Linked DNA regions of Anas platyrhynchos: region 2 is linked to region 1. A link is a contact called in public Hi-C data. All regions are on one chromosome and are shown on one strand. Each heading gives the region's core, a stretch centred on a gene start, on an enhancer-like site or on the middle of the called end of the contact. The rest is flanking DNA. Distances are from core to core; before and after follow the strand shown.

The links. Hi-C and Micro-C count contacts between places; a contact is called where the count stands out from the background.
Region 2: a contact with region 1 is called in a Hi-C map of skeletal muscle, with 4 times the contacts expected there. The contact joins the enhancer-like site here to the promoter of RSKR in region 1. A contact is called at or near these places in 2 of 8 Hi-C or Micro-C datasets (skeletal muscle and subcutaneous adipose tissue).

The regions. Positions count from the first base shown.
Region 1 is chr20:5,087,125-5,093,713 of IASCAAS_PekinDuck_T2T, reverse strand. RSKR (ribosomal protein S6 kinase related) reads right to left here and starts at 2,793. Exons shown (of 12, transcript XM_038165651.2): 1 at 2,456-2,793; 2 at 2,147-2,356; 3 at 1,482-1,565; 4 at 1,324-1,392; 5 at 1,138-1,207; 6 at 354-461; 7 at 188-228; 8 at 56-83. The coding sequence starts at 2,719. It overlaps BLTP2 (bridge-like lipid transfer protein family member 2), which reads right to left. Exons shown (of 39, transcript XM_038165648.2): 27 at 6,504-6,589; 28 at 6,148-6,330; 29 at 5,739-5,860; 30 at 5,500-5,655; 31 at 5,305-5,426; 32 at 5,036-5,216; 33 at 4,871-4,957; 34 at 4,657-4,767; 35 at 4,435-4,570; 36 at 4,087-4,211; 37 at 3,805-3,906; 38 at 3,589-3,723; 39 at 2,946-3,500. The coding sequence ends at 3,318.
Region 2 is chr20:5,144,853-5,151,703 of IASCAAS_PekinDuck_T2T, reverse strand. FOXN1 (forkhead box N1) reads left to right here. Exons shown (of 9, transcript XM_072025991.1): 7 at 3,265-3,472; 8 at 4,003-4,530; 9 at 6,383-6,851. The coding sequence ends at 6,651. Among named protein-coding and RNA genes, the nearest start is that of UNC119, 34 kb to the right of the region's middle. Within about 2 kb of position 4,118, at least 2 of the 8 cell types and tissues checked have an H3K27ac peak or open chromatin away from gene starts, as enhancers often do.

The DNA.
Region 1 (6,589 bases), core at 1,544-4,043:
CGATGGGGTGTCCCCACGGATGGGGTGTCCCCACCCTAGTGCCACAGCCCCTTACCTCTCTCATCCAGGAGGATGTTCTCCATCTGAAACAAACCAAGCGCTGGGGTGGCCAATTTGCACCAGGGGGTGCAGAGACCCCCCCCCCCCGACCATCCTCTGTCCCCCCCCAGACCCCTTTTTCACCCACCTTCACATCTCTGTGCACGATGCCCAGGTCGTGGAGATACACTGGGGACAAGACGGAGCCATCAGAGCCGGGGGTCCCCTCCCCACGCCGTGCCCTCTGCCACCCCCGTGGCACCCAGCGGGCGGCTGCCCCCCCCCAGGAGGGCTGAGCCCCCCCCAGTACTCACCCAGCACCAGCACCAGCTCGGCAGCAAACAGGCGGACGGTGGCCTCGGCGAAGCGCCCGGCGGCGCGCCACAGCGCGTGCAGGTCCCCGGTGCTGCAGTAGGTGCACACTGCCAGGACACGGCACCGGCCTCGTGACGGGCACCGAGGTGACACGGGCACCGCGGCCACGTGGCCACGAGGACCGTGCCTTGCGGTGATACCAGTGCTGGGTCCATATGGGCAGCGAGGTGGCACAAGCACCGGGACCTTGTGGGCACCAGGACCGTGCACTAGGGTGACGTGGGCTCCAGAGCCATGGGGACAGCAAGGTGACACGGGCACCAGGGCCACATGGGCTCTGTGGCCACAAAGGTGGCACATCCCTGAGCAAAGTGAGGGTCCTGGTGGACCCTACGGCACTATGGCTACGTGGGCACAAAGGTGCCACGAGCACCGTGGCTAAATGGGTACCAAAGTGACGCAGCCCCTGGGGCTCACAGAGCCACCAGGAATTGCACCCACACGGGCACCACGGTGGCACAGCCACCGGAGTGGTGACACAGGAGAAGTGACAGGACAAACCCGGGGGGGGGACAGAGCAGCTCGTTTGTCCCTGCTGCGCTCGTCCCCGTCCCCGTTGTCCCCGGAGCTGGCAGCCGAGCGCCTCGGTCCCCGCGGGCATCGTTCAGGGATGGGGGAGCACGCGCGTGTGCGGGGACACGTGTGCGGGCAGCGGGGACACGTGCGGAGGCAGCGGGGGCTGGGGGGGGGCCAGGACGAGCCCGCGGGCAGATGGTCACTCACTGATGAAGAGGTGGCGCTGGCCCTGCCAGCTGTCCCCCAGGCCGTGGACAAACGGGTGCCTGACCTGTCTCTGGGGACACAAAGCAGAGAGGGTGAGCGGCCCCTGGGGGAGAGGGGTTCACGGGGGGGGGGCTCTGCAGCCTGTAGGATCCCCCCCCCAACCCCTCCCCAAATCCCCCCCCTCACCTGGATGCTGACTTCTTCCTTGCACTGCTTCAGGGTGTCGCGGCGCAGCACCTCCACTTTGGGCATCACCTGGGGGGGGGCACGATGGGGGTGTAGGGGAGGGAGGGGGGGGGCACAGAGCAGGAGGGGCACCCCCCGGACTGCAGGGCAGCACCCACCTTGACGGCGCAGACCTTCTCCCGCCCGCAGTCCAGCACTTTCAGGATGGTCCCGAAGGAGCCTTTGGCCACCAAGCCCAGGATCTGGGGGGGGCAGGAGCTGAGCACCCCCCCCCGGACACGGGCTGCAGGGTGCCCGGCGTGGGGCAGGCTGTGGGGCACTTCCATGGGGAGCTGGATCCCGCGTGGGGTGAGGTGGGGGGCGTTGGTGGGCATAAAACAGGCGGCGGGGGGGGGCGCACACAGGGACCGGGGAGGGCGCATGGGTACCCCCGTGGGGACCTGGGGAACGGGGGGCGCGGGGCACGGGTGGGGGGAGAAGGGGAGCCGGTAGGAGGGTCGGGGGCTCCGGGAGGGTGCACGGGGACCCGGTACGGAGCGCAAGGAAACCCGGTAAAGGCGGGCGGCGACCCCAAGAAGAGGCACGGGGTGGCGGCACGGGACGCACGGGGACCCCGGGAGGGCGCACGGGGACCCCGGGAGGGCGCACGGGACACTCGGGGACCCCTCTGGGAAGCAGATGGAGCCGTGCCGGGCTGCGAGGGGACCCGGTGAAGGACGCCGTTTAACGCACGGGACCCCCGGCGGGAGGTGCGGGCTCCCCGGTAGGACGCACCGAGCCCCCCGGTAGGTTTTTTTTTGGGGGGTGGGGGGGGGACCGGCACCTTGAGCTGCTGCTGGCGGCCGGAGGGGCGAACGGGGAACTCCGGCAGGAAGAGCGAGACGAGCTGCGGCAGCGGCCAAGCGGGCAGCGGCGGCTCCTCGGTGGCCAGGGCGAGCCCCGGTACCGGACCCGGTCCCCGTCCCGGTGCCGGTGCCGGTCCCGTCCCGGCTCGGCGCAGCAGCGCCCGGACCCACGGCCCCACAGCGCGGCCCTACGGACCCGGGGGTGGCCGTCAATGGGTGGGGGGGAGGGAACACCCCGGGGATGGGGAGGGGGAAATTAGGGGAACCCCCGGGGCCACCGCACGCACCTGGGGGGGTCGCACCGGGGCCGGGCCCGGGCCGCTGCTGGCTGCTCCCATCGCGCCGCGCCCCGGGCCCGGTGATCGCCGCCTTACATAACCCCGCCCGGCCCCGCCCCCCCCCCCCTCCGAACCCCCCCTTCTCCGCCCCGGCAGCTCACGACCCCCCTCCAAGGTCCAGGAATGGGCAGCGGGGCTCCCGGTGCGCCCCCCGTGGCATCCACCCCCCGCCTGCACCGGGCAGGGATTGGGGACCCCCCCTTTTCCCCCCATCCCACAGCACCCTCCCCTCCAACCCCCCCATTTTACAGCAGCCCCCCAGATCTGGGGCTGCCCCCAGCTTCAGGGGACAAGGGGGTAACGGGATCCTAGGGTCCCCCGGAGGAGATGGATGAGGGACCCCCAAAGTAGGGGAAGCTCCTGGGGGGGCCAGGGGGTGAATCCATGGGTTTTGGGGATGGTGCTGACGGCGCCGAGGGGGGACGCGAATGGCAAGCTGTTCCAAATTAAAAACTCTTCTTTTAAACTCTCTCCCGTTCCCCTTTCTCCCAGCCTGGAGCCATCCTGCTGCTTCACCGGGCCCAGCACCCGCACAGCAGGGACAGGGGAGGCTCGCGGGTACCCTTGGCACAAGGGGGGGGGGGCTTTGTGCACCCCACAAAGCTGCCCTGGAGCACTCTGCACCCCGCAGCCCCCCGCTGCTGCACCCCTGCCCTACAGGGAGGGGGCTGCTGAGGGTCTGGGCGCAGCCCCCCCAAGCTGGGGCAGCACGGCCCCCCCTCGGCACCATAGGGGGCTGCCCCTCTGCTGTGGGGAGCACTTGGGGGGGGGTTCCCCAGTCCCTTCCCGGCCTGCCGGGTGCTGCCGCCCTTCATTTGCGCCTGCCGAAGATGGATTTCTTGCTAGGGTTCTTCTCGCCTACGCTCAGCCCGATGAGCAGCCGTGCCTTCTCGTCCTCCTCCTGCTGCTGGATGGGCCCCTCCGATTTATTCTCCAGCTTCCCCCGAGCCTCCGCGCCCGCTGCCGGCTTCAGGCGCAGCTTCTCTTTGATCACCTGCCCCAAGAGGGAGAATGGGATCAGGATGATGCCGAGCAGGATACGGGGAAAGGGGGGAGGCTGTGACAGTGCTGTCCCCACCCACCTGTGCCACCAAGGCTTTGCGGCTGTCCCTCTTCACCGCCATGGCGAAGTCCAGCCAGGTCCAGGTGTTGTTGTGGTACTCCAGGCACGGCAGCACCAGGTTCAGGTCGCCCCAATCGACGCTGTTCTTCTCGCCCTGGGCAGGAGGGGGGTCAGGCAGAGTGGGACAAGGCCCCGGGACCCCCCCCCCAATGCGTCCCCGTCCCCGTCCCCTCACCTTGTAGCTGACGCAGAGCGGCACCTGCGGGATCTTGATGTAGATGAAGGAGTTGTTCATGGCCGCGCGCTCCTTCATCTTGTCGATGTCGTCCACGGGGTGCTGGGGACAGAGCCGGGAGCAGGAGGTGAGGACTGGGGACGGAGCCAGGAAAGCAGCGGGGAAGGGAAAAACAAGCAGCAAGCCCTGGCATTGCTTCACCAGGGGAAAAAGGGGGGGCAGGAAAGCAGGGCGAGGAGCTGAGGGAAGGCCGGGTTTGGCTGGATCCCCAGCAGCAGGTACCTCGGGTGCTTTTCGGAACGATCTCCTGACCCCTGACGTCCGATTCAGGCCCTGAGTGACTCCCTTCCCCGGCCCCAGAGCATCATCAGCCACGATCAGCTGCCGCGGCTTCACCACGGGGATCCCTGCGACAAAGGGGCTGCTGTCCTGGGGTGCAACCACAGCCCCGATCCCCCCCCAACAATCCCCTACCCACAGGGGAGACCACCCCTCTCTGCTCCTCACCACACAGCCCAGCAGCTGCCCCCCAAAACTTGCCCTGGACCCACAGCCCGAGGTGCTCAGGTGGCACCGGGGTGCCGGGGAGGAGGTGACCACACAGGACCACGCACCTCCCGCCCCACTCACCCGTTGTCACCAGCTTGGACTTGTCTTCCTCATCCCCCACCTCCTCCTCCTCCACGTTGCGGCCGGGGAAGAAAAACCCCATCATCCTGTGGAAGAACTGGTGGGTGAGCTGGATGGTGAGCGGGACCACGTTCACCTGGAGGGCAGAGAGAGACACACACGTTAGAGCCAGGCAAATCCTTTTTTTTTGTGCTCTGCCACCTCCCCGCCCAGCCCTGGCACCTCGAAGTGCTCCTTGATGGAGATGCCCCCCACGGGCGGCCGGACCTTGCTGAAGATCCTCAGTGCCAGCTGCCGGCCGGACTGGCAGGAGCTCTGGGGACGCAGCACCACCTGCAGGGAAGCCAGGGGGTGGCTGGGGTGAGGCAGAACCACCCTGGCCAGGTCACCCGAGGGTCCCCCGAGGGTCCCCAGGGCGCAGAGCAGCTCCCCTTGCCTTGTACACGGCGTTGGGCAGCAGATTGTTCATCGTCACCCAGCCCAGCTCCAGCAGATGCTCGGCGGTGTCATCAGACTTGTTGACCTGTGCCCACAAACGCATCAGCCCCACAAATTTGGGCTCAGAGAGGGGGCTGTGGGGGGCTACGGGGCGGCTCGGTACCTTGCTGTAGAGGAAACGCTGCAGCTCCAGCTCGGCTATGCCCAGCTGCCCGTCCTCCTCCGTCAAACGCCAGCGCGCCTGGGCGAAGTAAAACTCCGTCCTCCGTGCCACGCTCACGTCCTCCGGCTGCTTCCTCAGCTCCATCTTGTTGGCACGCTGCAGCTGGAAGTCCTTGAAGCACCTGCAGCAAACAGGAGAGAGCTGGGATGGGGGAAACTTGGAGGAAGGAGGGGGAACAACGCCAAGGAAGGCGGAGAGGGCCCCCGGACCTGATCAGTATGTTCAGCTCCTCGCTCTCCAGCTGCAGGTCGGACTTCTCCTGGCTCAGCTGCTGCTGCAGCCGGTGGTTGAGCTCGAGCAGGGTCTCGTTTTTGCTGTCATCCTGCAGGGACTGAAGGAGAGACAACCCTCAGAGCCCTCTGCCCTGAAGCAGGGAGCCAGGGGAGCCGGGTCCTGCTGCTCACCTTCACGTTGGAGTACATCTGCTTCTCCAGCTGCCGGATTTGGGCAACGTGCTGCCTCACGGCCTCCTGCAGGTGGAGGATGCTGCTGCGCTGCTCCTCGGGGTTGCTGGAGATTTCCAGCTGGAAACGCACCCGCTGCTTCTTCTCACTGTGCTCCTGGCCACGCGGATAAATAAGGGAGGATGAGGAGCGCCCCGGGCACAAGCAAGCAGCACGATGATTTGCAGCGTGGTGGGTACCTTGCGTTTGGGCTCCACGTGCAGCAGCAGGTTGTTGACTATGTCGAGGATCATAGCGTACTGGGCAGGGTTTGTGGAGATCTCCAGGTCGTGGTGGATGAGCGTGAACGTGTCCACAGCTCCTGCAGGGACGCAAAAAGGACGCATGGGGCACCTGTAGGGCCGGAGGTGGTACCTTTTGGGTACCAAAAGCCAGCGGTGGAGGGACAGGGAACGAGCACTGTGGCTACACTGGCTCTAGCAGGCTCAGTGTCCAGCCTCAGGGGGTGTCCCCGATCCCAAAAAGCTGGGGACCCTGCACGCTCCCCTCTGATCTCAGCAGGGACAAGGAGGGGCCACCTCTGGACCTGGCAGGCACTTGTAGGTCAGCCCAGGGCTCTGCGGAGACGCGCTGCCAGGCTGTACCCACCCTCCTGCTTCTTCAGCAGATCCTCCTTCTCCTGGTTAGCGGGGGTCTCGGGGGGCTTTATCTGTGTGGCCAGCTCGGGGTCGATGTCGTGGCTGTAGCTGATGTAGTACATGCGGCAGCTGCAGCGCGAGATGATCCTCTGCACCTGCTGGGTCTGCTGGGCTTCCGAGGGCTGGTTCCAGTCTGGGGACAGGCAGGGGGACCACGGTCTCAGCACCACTCCGGGGACCCCATAAGAGGGCTCGGAGCAGCAGCCAGCTCCCGGAGCCGCACACGGACGTGCCGAGAGCTCCCAGCTCCACCAGCCTCGGGGTCACCCGCTGGGGCAGCACGGTGGGCAGCTCCTCCCGCAGTACCTGTCGTGGTGCTGACCATGCCCCCCACGGCCTGCCCGCTCTCCATCAGCTCCTGCACCGAGTCCAGGCTCCGCTGCCGATGTTCC
Region 2 (6,851 bases), core at 2,869-5,368, 57 kb before region 1:
AGTGTACATCGAATCTTGCTGGGAGACATTAGATGATACAAGCCTAGTCAAATTAACTCGTATTCGCTGCCGCAGCAAATTTAGTTTCTATGATGCAACAATCTCATTTCTAGTTGAAACAGAACAATCCAACTCCTACGTCCTTAAAAAAAAAAAAAAAAATCTACACAGCTGAAGTTGAATTACTCTTTGATGTACCTCTCCCTTCTCTTGAGACCTAGATTTAAAGAGAAAGGGTTTTGCAAGATCACTGAACTCTTTAAACTTCAAGAGGCGGTCAGGATCAATGGGTCTGCACAATAATATTTTTTTGCTTGTCATCCTTTTTTTTCTTTGTAGTGATTAGTGAGTCTAACACAAAGCTTTAATCTTGTTAATTGGAGTTATTGCCAGTGGTCCAAGAGGTTAGGGAGGTCTGTGGTCGGACAGACGTACAGCAGCAAGTATTCTCCTGCACTGTCAAATTCCTTCTTCCCTACTACCCGGAACGCAACAACGGCAAAAACAAGCTATAGGAAGGGATCCCAACTGTACGAGAGCAACTTCAGAAGCCAGAGCTCAGTTCATTAAGAGAGAATCAAATGTTAACTTAAAAAAAAAAACTGGTGGCAGAGCAGTAACAGGAGCACGCTGCTGGAGCGTTCCTTCAGGGCCCGGCTAGGTAAACAGCTATTTTTCTCTGCTCAGCAATACCACATTTAATGCAAGAACCTGTTCAACTCTTGGCACTAGTCTCCAGAATAAATCTGTGTACTTTTTGCTTTTACATTTCTAAAACTACCTCACAATTTACACCCCCACACATTCTGAAAAGCTCTGAGAAACACACGCCACTCCCGTCTTCTCTGGGGCTTAGCAGAAACACTAATTATCCCGTCTAGATACAGAGGGATCCGCAGCCTCACACACATCAAGAAACATGAATATTCCTCCAGGTTAGTTCATTCAGTACCTAAGTGCACATTTTACCTAGAAAGTTTTATTTACTTTTGGAACTGGCAGAAAATAGCTTGAATATGACCTGCAAGGGAGAAGCACTGATGAGCATCTTTGGTGTTACCCTGTGGCAGAAGTGTTGGTTTTGGTATTTTTGTTGGTTTGTTTTTAAAAATAGAAATGCAGGTCGTCTCGCCTATGGGGCTGGCTAACAAAATAGTGAAATGCTGACATCAGGTGGGCCAAAAGGAACTGTGCTGTTATGAAAGGAAAATACTTTCTGCTTTAGTTATCATGTTTTCAACTTTCACAACCAATCAATACTTTTAATGAAGAAAGCATTATACTTGACCCTCAGATTCCTCAGTTGGGCTATTAACTCTTTATTCCATGAGACAGATCTTCACAACAAGCTAGGAAAGACCACGTTTTACTTTTATAAATACATATAAAAATTTGTGACGTATTTTGCATCCATGAATAAGGACCAATAGTGAGTATCACTTAGGCAACTTCACATGCCTTGGAGAGTTTTTAAACTTCTTTTAATTCATATGACACACAGGTAAGGTAGACTGGTTTTGCTTTTCTTTTTTGAAAAGAAGTATCCAAAATTGGTTATAAAAAACAGAAAAAGAAAAAAAAGCCTCACATACACCTGTACTGAAGATCATTCTTTGTAATCTAATGAGCTCTAAAGTCATTCTCACTAGAGATTTCCTCTCTCACCTCTGCAAATGTCATTTGACCAACACAGGAAAACTAATTTAAAATAAAATAAAATGAAATCCTGATCTTATAAAGACAGGGAAAGAAGTCTAGCTGAACCAGCAGTTGCAGCTGTTACAATGGAGCTGGGCTTCTCAGATTGATGATTCCTACCATGATGTGGCAAGTCATTTTTCCTGCTCCCTTTTTCTTTATGATTATACTGCAGCAGCAATGAGCTAAGGCAGTCCTGCTCACATGTGCAACCAACAGCATTGTACAGCGCCTACCAAAAGAAAAGCAAGGAAGTGACACATCAGGAATTTGCTGTACAAATCTTTAGATACGAATCAGCACACCAATTTACAAAGCCTAAACACGATGGGCAGTATCTTTTGGCTGCATGACTAAGTAAACAGAAAGGAGTTAAATCAAACAAACAAAGCTCCATAAAAACTTACATGCAATAAAATATTACAGTGCCATTTCTTCAAGATCAATTTTAACAGGCATTTCCCACCAGAATCCGAGCATGACCTTTTTCTGAGTGTTTCCCTCATATTCTCTTCAGCAATATTATTTTCAGTTCTTTTACAAGCAATAAGGAAAAACAAAAAAAAAAAAGTAAAAATCAAAAACAAATGGGAAAAAAAAAATGTAAGCCAATTTACTTAATGACCAAGAGTCTCAAACTTTAAAGTTAGGTAAGAGAAATCTTTTAAAAATGTTATCTTATTGCAAATAGAGAAAAAAAAGTTTTAAAAAGTACATCAACAGATAATTATGAGACAAAACTATTTCTAAAATCTATCATATATATATGTATATCTCCGTATAAAACTGAGAAAAAAGGAGGAAGACTTTTTGGCCCTAAGTTGTCTTCTTTTTTCCATTCTTCCGACTGAAGGCAAAACTGCCCTCAGAGTAAGAAGGGAATTTTTTTTATACCTCATTAATTAGCAAACACCTAAATAAGAATGGAGGAATAATTTGAATGAGGCTTATATGTACTGTACAGTTTAAAGAGCCTTCCAGCTTTAACTACTGAGTTAAAAATAAATGTAAAGCAAAAAGATCCAGTGATCAGATGTAGAAACCTGTATCTCATCTGTAGGGCTTGCAATTATACCATTTGGTGATATAATTGGCCAGCATACAACATTACACCTACAGCAGCAGGCTAAAATTCTTTCAAAGTCTGCCTGGACACTTAATTTGAGTCCAAGTAGCATGTAATCCCTCAATTATGTGTTTGAAATTTTTCCACCTGTTCCAAAACAGATTTAGAAGACAGATTTCCTGTTACTTCACAGTTCTAGAATATAGTTCCTTACACTCTTAATTCCTGCGATTTGCAAATTCACTCTTAAAACCCCAGCAGCCCCTCTGAAAAGGCCAACCTTCTTGCTTAGATCAATTACTGTTTTACCAGATTCCTCCCTTCCTGCACAACGTGACTCTAACATTTCTTGTGGCTTCCTTCTAACAAACAAACTTCATATTGTGGAAAGTAAAATCTAATCAGCATTTCTTATAGTCTCAACCGTCAAAATGGAGAAATATATTTGGGATTTTTTTTTTCCTTGAAATTCCATTCTTAGATTGGATTTGTTTTTCCAGACAGCTCCAGATGGCTGGAAGAATTCTGTGCGCCACAACTTATCTTTGAACAAATGCTTTGAGAAAGTTGAAAACAAGACAGGCAATTCTTCTCGGAAAGGCTGTTTGTGGGCTCTGAATCCAGCCAAAATTGATAAGATGCAGGAGGAGCTTCAGAAATGGAAGAGGAAAGACCCAGTTGCTGTAAGGAAGAGTATGGCAAAGCCAGGTCAGTAATGTATTAGCGTGGTAGTTCTCCAACAGGGGTCCCCAGAACTTTTCCCTGCAAAATGCACCAAGCTGTATAACGGAATTTACGCATAATTTAGGAAAATATTTAAGAATTTTTCCATAACGTAAACTTTAAAAAGCAGAATTAAATAAGACCTGGTTTTGCAGGAGTACTTCTAAATAGGCCCCAAAAGCACAACTTTGTCACTACAATGAGAAAAAAATTCTCTCTTCATCCTGAAGTTTAGTGAGATGTCAAAACAACCCTGCAATAATTACTACAGAACAAAAATTGAAACTAACTGATAAATACGCAATCTTTAAACAGGGAAATACAATCTACTAAATATGCACATAGCACTGACAATTTAGAAAAGCATTTCAGGCTTTTGGTGTTCTCATTGCAAGACTTGCACTTTTGTTTGCCATTCCACTCCTCTGAAATCCCAGCTGTGAACCGTGAAGATGAAGGCTGTGCTAGAAATTAATCTGTGGATTTTTTTTCCCCCCCCCTCCCTTGTTTTGCAGAAGAGCTTGACACGCTGATAGGCGACAAGAGCGAAAAGCTGAGGTCTTCTATCATGTCCTGCAGCCCAACCGCTGTTGGGAGCGCATCCCTTTCCCGGCAGATGGCAGTCCAACCCCACTCCTTAGGCGAGCCCTCTCTTTCCTCCGGTGTACCACCACCTCTCCATCCCATCCACACTCCTGGAGCCCTGCACGTCAAAAACCCAGTACCCAGCCTGCTGGGAGGGCAGCAAACCGCCTGCTACACCTCACCACCGGGCTTCCCTCCCATGTCCAGCACGCTCATGCAGCAGACGCCCGAGCACCAGCCGCTGTTTCCTTCTGGAGAGGCTCCCAACGAAGCCAGAAGCCAGCCTGGCATCAGCCAGGACTCCCCGCTGCCAGCACAGACACCCCCGGCGTGTGGCATGAAGGTGCTGGCGGAGCAGAGCGCGGCCAGGACGGTGCATGACCCGCTCCTGCAAGAAGGGGACCTCAGCACCGACATCGATGCTCTCAACCCATCCCTCACCGACTTCGACCTCCAAGGTGGGCATCCAAGGTACTCCCACGGCCTAGGCTCGGCCTTTGCACGTCACAGCCCACCCCGTACAATCCCATCTGCCCCCTTCCTTTTTTAAATGCATCCCACGTTAACGCAAACACTAGCAAAAATAAGATTTGCTTGGCTTTTTGAACTCCTTGTGCGCGCCGCAAGCACCACCTCACTAGGTTACGTTATTCTGTGCAATATGGGATTTTGTGTCATGTCTTCAAAAAGTTTCCCAAGACAGCTACAGATTTACATCCAGGGTTTACAAAAAAAAACCTCTTCTTCCTCTTGCCAAAGATTACTGATATTATATATCGCAATACATTTGGAACCTTCTTCGTCAATATTGATTCAAAGCCTTCCCATATCTTGCTAAAAAGAGTGCTATCCTCCCTCACAGGCTTCCCAGGCACCCACATGATCTATGCACTGAATAATTATGTTTTCTGAGGTGTTCTTAAATACTTAGTCGTGCAATGCTGACACCAAAATTCCCAGTATTAAATAACTGAATCGTCTTGAATGGATAGGATTTTGTATATAGTTTTCCATGCAAGAAAAATAATCAAAAATACCAAGTTTACACATTTATATATATAAACACACAAAATAAAAATTGTGGCCTCCAAATGAGCAGCTCTTGCAGCATCAAAAATCACGCAAGGTTTGCCTTCCTGCACAGACAAACAGTGTTACACAAAGCAGCCTAAAAGACAGGGCAAAAGATGCAATTTTAATAATCCACAGCACTCAGCAAATGCAATTACCTTGCCATTGTACAGTCACAAATATTCCGCAATCCTGCCATGCCCAGATTGCTTTACCAGGATTAACAATGCAATTTTTTTGAATCCTTTGCCACTTCCTCTTTCAGGCAGCCAGGTCTCACATTCCATTCATTTCTCTTAATCTCTGCCCATTTTATTCAGGTTAACACGCTTGTTTGTAGTGGGAGTATTCCTCATGCTTCACTAACATGATATGATTCCATCTTCCCTCTGTACTTGCCTTTTCCTTAAGTTATTTACCTTTATCTAAGCTTTTTTTTTTTTTTCTTTCCTTTCTTTCTTTCTTTACCAAATTACCAAACTCAAATCAAAGGTTCTAGAACTTGCTCACTGGGAGGAAAATCATTACACACAAAAAAAAAAAAAAAAAAAAATCAAGCTTTTTCAAGCAAAAAAGTTTTATCCCACTTGATAGCCTGGAGAAGACAGGCATAACCTTGGAGCAGCAGTATCCCTGCCAGCACCCCCCAAAAAAACCTTCAGAGAGGGACATGGGAAATGCAGCCCTCCTGCAGCACTTTCTTTGGTGCTGTCACTGAGACAGGCATGTTCAACGGAAAGTCAGAGAATATTTTTGTATAATTCAGGGAAAAAAAATGAATATTTCAGATCTTTTGATTCCTCAGGTCACTTGCGTGTCCAGTAACTTAGTCTGCAACCCAGAGAAAGCTGTGCCATAAGCATATGAGAAGCCCAGCAGTATTATTTGCAGATTTATCTTCAGTAGTTTACAAAGATTACAGAGGTGACTTCCCCTTTCTTGGTGCTTTTTTAAACTGGAAGTTATACTTCAGTAAGGATGTATTTGCAACAGAACCTTGCCAATTATCAACAGAAATAATTTTCTTAAATTAACACTGCTTTCCCCAAGATTTAAATTTATAATGGCGACAAATAATAACTCGCTAAACCATCTTTCCCCTTTCTCAATCACAAGTGATTAAAAGTACATACACATACAGCACACACAACTGTATAATTGCTGATTTCTCACACGAAACCATGTTTCAAAAAGGCATGCGTAAAGAAAGTTGAACCGATCCTTTTTGTTTTGTCACAGGAAACCTTTGGGAGGAGCTGAAAGATGACAGTCTAGCCGTGGATCCCCTAGTTCTCATTTCATCATCCCCATCGTCTTCCCAGTGTTTCCCTTCTCACTGCCAGATGGAGAACGGCGGCAGCAGCAACATCACCATGCAAAACGGAACTCCGCACAGCAACTTGCCTGACCTACAGCTCACCACCCTTTACTCTGCCTTCATGGAGTTGGATACAGTGTCTCCTGCCTACCTAAGTAATTCTGGATCCAAACCTATAGCACTGATGTGAACCACACGCCTAGTTATAATTATTTTTGTCCAGATGCAGCCCTAACCATCACACACACACAATTTATGTCAGCTACAAGTGCTGAAACCATGGCCATCGGAATAAGAGTGATCTTTTTCCAGAACTCACCTGCAGGATATGTAGCTTTACTTTAATAACTTCTACAAACAGATACTAAAAAAAATATATATTAAAAATAA